Linked DNA regions of Anser cygnoides: region 2 is linked to region 1. A link is a contact called in public Hi-C data. All regions are on one chromosome and are shown on one strand. Each heading gives the region's core, a stretch centred on a gene start, on an enhancer-like site or on the middle of the called end of the contact. The rest is flanking DNA. Distances are from core to core; before and after follow the strand shown. Region 1 holds the start of ABCA12 (ATP binding cassette subfamily A member 12). Region 2 holds the start of RAB17 (RAB17, member RAS oncogene family).

Region 1 (3,318 bases), core at 577-3,076:
ACTGGCAATGTTGGTAAGACGCATCATTAAAGATGCGACCTTTTAGGTCACAGCCAGAGCTGAACATCTCTGCTTTATTCAGGAAGCGGAAGGTTGCAAACACTATCCCCTGTACTGTCTCCACCATCAAAGATCAGACCAATGTGCTAGAGCCATGTTGAATTTTAAAAGTCCTCCTGTCCCAAACAGATTTTGACAGTTACAATGAGCATCAGTGCTTCAAGAGATATAAAATGAAGGAATTGGTGGACAGAAGAGAATCCAAAGGCAGAGAAGGGACCAGAACAATAATGTAGTAACAAGCAGAACTGCAGAAAAACAACGTAAGAACAAATTAAGACAGAGCAATTCTGGGTTTCTCTAATAGATCTAACAGCTTCATATCATCCTATCTGGGTAGACCCTAATTAAATGTCCCAAACAATGAAGTTACTTTAGAGCCTGTCTTTCATCCACTTTGAAAATATGTATCATCCCCACAGCTGAATACAAATTACAATAAACTGGAGAGAGAAGGGGAAATGTGACCATCTTTTGCTTCAGGCTTTGCCAATAGCACAGCCAAGTAAGGAATCTGGAGAGACAAAACCAAGTGCTGGATAACAGAGAGGGAACTCTGGAGGTGGTGTATATTCATGCTTATGCATCTCAGGGGCCTATCACTGCATTCAGTGTAGGCAAAAAGGAGCCACAGTCACCTGTCCTGCCAAGTAAGTGACAGATTTTTTCATCACTATACTGCAAGTGTTTTTTTTTTTTTTTTGGCTGGAGCTGATTTTGAGTCACGGCACAGAAGAACCCAAAAAGCTTTCCCAAAAATCAAGAGCCAAAACAGCTAGTGCCTGTGCATGCTGCTTCTCAGACACTGAACGCACAGCACTTGCAGGCTTTGTCTCAAAAAACAGGCCATCATCCTGGTAAAATTATTTGTGACAAATGATCTCTGCTGAGCTTCAATATATCCCTGACACATGTCACTCTTCCTGTCCCAGGGCCAGGCAAAGATCAGCTTCCAGCCAGCTGTAAAGAGCAGTACTAGGGCCTGATTACAAATTTCACGACCACTAATTGACCATTAATTACCTCACGGGAAAAAACCTGGCTCAAGACAGACAGACAAAAACGCATCTCCAGCACAACACTCCTGACAGCTCTACTGGTCTCAGCGCTGAGCTGCACAGCACAACTCTGTCACCAGCCAGCCAAGTAGCCAAGATGATTCTGAAGTTTGTTTCGGGGCTTTTAGTTTTGTTTGTTTCAGGGAAAACGTGTTTGCTTGCGTTGTCTTGCGGGGAAGACTTACTTACAGACTTTTTTTATCCCGTGCCAGTTTTCAACCATTCTGTGCTGAATGGAGCACAGAATTACCTCCATTCTGAAGGGAGGTAATTTAAGCAACCTCAGGGCACAAGGAGCATTTCTGATGGTGATGCACAAGAAAGCACCCGTACCTGACAGGCAAGCCAGCATCTCTCAGGGATTTGGCTGTTCCTCCTGAGGCAATCAAACCCAGGCCCAGAGCATTCAGGCTCTTGGCAAACTCCACCAGGCCGGTCTTCTCGGAGACGCTGAGCAGAGCTGGAAGGCGGGAAGAGCGCGAGGATGGCGTTTTTAAGAGTGCGACACCGTACAGAAAAGAAAAAAGAAAGAAAAAGGCACGATGAGGAAATTGATCTGTAACTTACACACGCACGGAGGAAGCTCCCCCCTCCCCTCAGCCCTCACCCCGACGCCATTTCGGGGCCCGGCGCCATGGCCGCCACCTCCCCCCCCCCCCACCTTTCCCCTCACGGTGGCTTAAGGGTCGCCGCCGTTTAACGGTCGTTTTTAACGGTCACCGCCGGTTAACGGTCGGTTTAACAGTCGCCTTCTCCACAGCGGTCGGTCGGTGTCCCCCCTGTTCCCTCACGGGACCCCACCGCCCTCCGCACGGCCGCCGCCGCGTTACCGAGCTGCTGCCGGGCAGCCATGGCGCCGTCGGTGGGTGTCAGGAGGAGGAGGAGGAGGATGTGGAGGACGAGGAGGAAGGAGCGAGCAGCGGCGGCCCGCGGGGATTTGGGCGCCCGCAGCACCACGTGGGGCGGCCCGGGGAGGGGAGGGAGCAGGGGCGGGGGCCGCCGCCATTTCGGGGCCCGGCCTGAGGGGCGGGGATGGCGGCGGGGGGGACGGGGCGGTCGCGGAGCGCAGCGGGTGGCAGCCCGGCAGACAGCCCGCGTGGGGTCTGTGTGGCACCTGTGTGGGGTCTGTGCAGGATCCCTGAGGCACCCATGTGGGGTCCACGCGGAACCCGTGTGGGACCCCTGTGGGATCCGTGTGGGACCCCTGTGGGATCCGTGTGGCACCCGTGTGGGATCTAGGTGGCGCCTGGGTATCTGTGTGGGACCCATATGGGATCCGTGTGGTGCCTGTGTGGGACCCATGTGGGACAAATGTGGGATCTGTGTGGGACGTGCAGGTTTGTCAGAGGGCCCTTCGCTGACAGGAAGCCCAGCCTACCCCAGCACAGTCACTGATGGAGCAATAAGGGTGATTACTTTTTGTTTTCCCCTCAGAAATAGTGCAGTTTCAGCTGTGGAAAATCAACTCTTGAGAGTCTACTGAAGAGAAGGGAGCAAAGGCATAACACTTGTTTACCAAGTCTAAGGTAAAAAATTAAGCTTGCAAATAGTAGAATGATATTTTTCTTCACTTTATTTATTTTTCTTGGTAAGGGAGAGCTTTCGTCCCCTACACGCCTCCAGATTTCCTGGAGTTCTGTGCAAAGGAGTTTTGTTTGCTTTCAGCCTAGCTTGTGCCTGACACCACTGCCAGAACACCCCAGAAAAAGGTGCAGCAGTTGTGATGGCAGCAACCCATGCTGTTTGAGGCAGGTAGAGAGCTCTTGGAGTTATTTTCCAGCCCAGCTCCTAGCCATCACCTTGCTAATGTTCTGAGGAGGCCTCCAGGGCTGTCCTGTCACTGCAGCAGTGCTCGCTCAGTGCTGCTGCTCCCAGCAAGTAGCATTGCCAGGAAAAACAGCAAATAATTTGGGTTCAGCAAGCTGAAAGCTGTTTTGTTTTATGTAGCATGTACATCTCTGATTCATGTCACCTCTAGTGCAGGGGGACTCAGGTATATGCATTTGGGACAGGCCCCCAAGACATCCCCACGTGCTTTTTTTGTGGTTTTATCTCTCAGATAGGTGTTCACGGTACACTTGCAGCTCTTGAAGCAGGCAGGTTGCTTTAGGCTCTCTGCTTGCATTAGAAAAGTACAAATAAATGGTTCAACAAATAAGTTCCTAGATCTTACAGGCAGAAAGCTGGGAAGTGCAAAACA
Region 2 (3,318 bases), core at 372-2,871, 460 kb before region 1:
TATTTCAAATTATTTCTTAAAATGCACCTCCATTTAACCCCAGAAGATTACACGAAGCTCACTTGACAATTACTGCAATTGCTGGAAATTTCCTTGCAAGCACCTATCGCAGAGGGGGAGCATCACCAGAGCTCATCTCCAACAATCTTTTTCCCATGGTAAGAGGGTGCAGGGGGTGCACGTCCCTGGTCGCCGGAAGAGAACGGCAAGAAAGCAAAACAAGTCATTTTGCTCTGATTTTGATGGAAAATAATAGGATTTAGGGGAAAGTGTTTGTTGCTGTTGGATTGCTCTTTGTCGGTGCTGCTGAGGCAGCCTCCCTGATTTCCCCATGCTGGGACGAGGGTGTCAGAGAGAAACCCTGAAATCCCCTTTCCTGCTGGTTTCCTGACCTAAGCCCCAGCAGGGCACACCAGGAACCTTGTTGGTATTGGAAACATTAGAAAAAAGTTTGATTTAACCTTACACAGACCCCATAGTTTGTGGCAGCTGTGTCCTGAGGCAGACATTTGGGGCAGGCTCGGCTGACCTTACCCTAGCAGCTTCGTGCCTGCTTCCAGCTGAGGGTTAAGCATTGCATAAAACCCACGTTTTATGGGCTTTATTGTTAGTGATATGAGCCAGAAACAGGAGGTGGAGCAGTTATCTGAGCTGGAAAGCAACAGCGAGGGCTCGGCGTTTGCCACTTGATAAGTCAGTATCTGTGTTATCGCTAACTTGGGAGGGGGTCCTGCTGTATTCACTCTCAGGGGTAAATATTTCCAAAAAAATATTATCCTTTATTTCCAAAAAAAATATCACTGGGGGGAAAACATAAAAGAAATGCAAATCTTTGGGGATGGAGACACTGAGAAGTGTCATTTAAGCCTTCATTTAACTTCCTGGGAAATTAACAGTGTCTGATTGATGTCTGAGCCAGCAGCTCTCAGAGGATGCTGGAGCCATTTGCTGGGTTTCTGCCGCACCTAACCTGCAGGTTTTGGACGTGGGATTTTTTATGTTTTTTTTTTTGTTTGTTTTTTTTTTGTTTTGTTTTCCCCAGATGGTGCTAGCACACCGGCGTCCCCAGATCGTTCCTGCTGGCGTTGAGCTCTGCGGCAGTCACCGTGCTTAGGGGAAGCTTGCCAGGGGACAGGGAAACATGCACTGCAAAGACACTTTGACGTGTACACACTGCTGGATCCACGCAGTGCTGATTTCCCAACACGATCAGCCCTCCCCTGAACTGCAGGGAGCAGAGGCTGGGTCATTATCGCCCTGCTGGGGAAATAATGCCAGCAACAAGCGGAGATCCCCCTCCGACTGCGATTTTGGAGGCTGGGCTGCCTTTGTGGCTGGGATCTGGGGCTGATTATTGGTGGGAAGACACAAATCTTGGGATTTTGGAGGGAGGTGGGAGGCAGAGGAAGGGGTTACCTGGCTGCAGGCTGGCTCTCCTCTGGCGCAGGGGTGGTGGAGGACGGGGACAGCCTCGACGGGTGGGGACAGCCTCGATGGATGGAGATGGCCTCAATGGATGAGGACAGCCTCGATGGACGGGAACAGCCTCGACAGATGGGGACGGCCTCCTCCAGCCTCCCCGGCTGCCTCCTCTCCACAGAAAACTAAAAGCGAAACTCCGTCAGGCGCGCCAGCAGCTGCCAGAGAGCGGTGCCAAAGCCGAGAGGTGAGCAGAAACGGGTGAACCTTAAACCCTCCCCGCCGGCTGGGCGAGGCAGGGCCATAAACCCTGCCCTCTGTGCTCCCTCTGTCCCCGCTGTCCCTTGTCCCTGCTGCAGGAGCCGTTTCTTTTCGGTGGCTTGTCCTCGGAGGTGCCGCGAGCATCACCGCCCGCATCCCGCAGCTGGGATTTGGGGATGGGGAGGGTTGGGTATGAGGCAGGCTGGAGCCAGGGATCTGGCCTTTGTAGGGTTTTTTATAATGCTGCAATTTCTGCTGACGCAGGTGAGACTCCTCTTTGGTCCCGGGCTGCGATAACTCGGAGCCAGGGCTGCCAAAGGGATTTGTTTTTGGGGAGCGGGTGGGAAGCGGCACACCCGCTGCTCCCGCAAAGGGCTTAGCAGACAAGCCGGCGAGGTGCAGACAAAGCGAGCAAAGAAAAAAACCTGAGCACTTGGGCTTTTCCTGCCTTTTAATTAAACTAATGGCTGGTTACCGCTGGGGCTGGGCGCTTTGTACAGAGTTCTTGTTAAAGCTCTTACATCTTAATGGGGGAAAAGCACAATGTATTGGGATAACCGGTCTGGAGAGGGAACAGGAAGATCTGCAGGTCATTAGAAACCTAAAGGAAGGCAGCTTTTGTGTTTGTAGCACTAACCTGGCCATCTGTAATGCCTTGCCTTCAAGAGCCAGCTCTGAAAGCTTTATGGATCTGCACATGTAACTTTTTGGTCCGTGAGCCAAACGAGAGTGGATTTCCTTTTTTGGGGGGAACAAATCCCAGCACCGACACCGCTCAGCTGCATCCAGCCCCCAAGCAGAGCTTAGCCTGCATCCAGCTCCTTGCCAGAGGGCAGCAAAGCCTTTCCTCCCGGCTCCCTGCCCATCAGCCAGGCTGGAAAGGATCTGGGGAGCCTTTGAAGAAGTTTCCTAACTACCCTGTGAAATCCCGAACTGGCGTGGCCCCGTGAATGGTTGGTACAGCAGAGGGGTAGAAAAGCGTTTGGGCACTTCTTTTTTTCTTTGTTCCCATCCCAGTGGCACCTGCCTGGGATGAGGCAGGGGCTTTTATAAGCCTCCCCTGGGTCCCAGGGATGTGTCCCTGGGGTGGGCACCGCCTCCCGCACGGGACCTTCTCCAGCGGCAGACCCGCTAGAGGGCATAGCTCGTCCGTGATTTCAGACGGCACAGCTCTCCGCTGCCGAGTCTCCTTTCGGAGCCTGCTCCCGGAGCCTGCACCCTTTAGTTCTGTGCTTGTGGTTACACCACAAGACCTCGTAGGAGAGCTCTGGCCACAGGGCTGGTAGGGACCAAATATCCCAGCCCAGCAAGGCGTGACCTGAGCACCTCGAAACCACTTGCGGACCTTCCCCTGCTTTCATCCTTTTTCCTGGAGGAGCTGCAACGTTTTAGTGCACAGGGCTACCAGAACAGGTCAAAATAAATCTCCTAGGGCATATTTCGGCCACCCAAATTGCTCCATGGGCACCGCTGCCTGCCTCGTCTCTCGCTGCACAATGGGCTGAAGAAAGTACCTGAAAGCACGAGTGGCTTTTCCTTTCTTTCTGCTGTTCCCAGGGAATGTGGAGGAGCAGAAAAAAATGATGCATTATTTATACTGGAAAGGCACCGGGAAACTTTATGGCATTAGCAGTGAGA

What was found. A called contact is a pair of places that touch in the nucleus more often than the background predicts.
Region 2: a Hi-C map of liver shows a contact between it and region 1, with 2.9 times the contacts expected there. The contact joins the promoter of RAB17 here to the promoter of ABCA12 in region 1. A contact is called at or near these places in 2 of 7 Hi-C or Micro-C datasets (both in liver).

What each region holds. Positions count from the first base shown.
Region 1 is chr6:10,499,027-10,502,344 of Taihu_goose_T2T_genome, reverse strand. ABCA12 (ATP binding cassette subfamily A member 12) reads left to right here and starts at 1,826. Exons shown (of 58, transcript XM_066999642.1): 1 at 1,826-1,980; 2 at 2,553-2,644. ATIC (5-aminoimidazole-4-carboxamide ribonucleotide formyltransferase/IMP cyclohydrolase) reads right to left here and starts at 2,105. Exons shown (of 16, transcript XM_013178608.3): 1 at 1,949-2,105; 2 at 1,452-1,578. The coding sequence starts at 1,970.
Region 2 is chr6:10,953,981-10,957,298 of Taihu_goose_T2T_genome, reverse strand. It overlaps RAB17 (RAB17, member RAS oncogene family), which reads right to left and starts at 1,621. Exons shown (of 6, transcript XM_048058455.2): 1 at 1,417-1,621. LOC125182149 (a long non-coding RNA gene) reads left to right here and starts at 1,644. Exons shown (of 2, transcript XR_007161258.2): 1 at 1,644-3,318.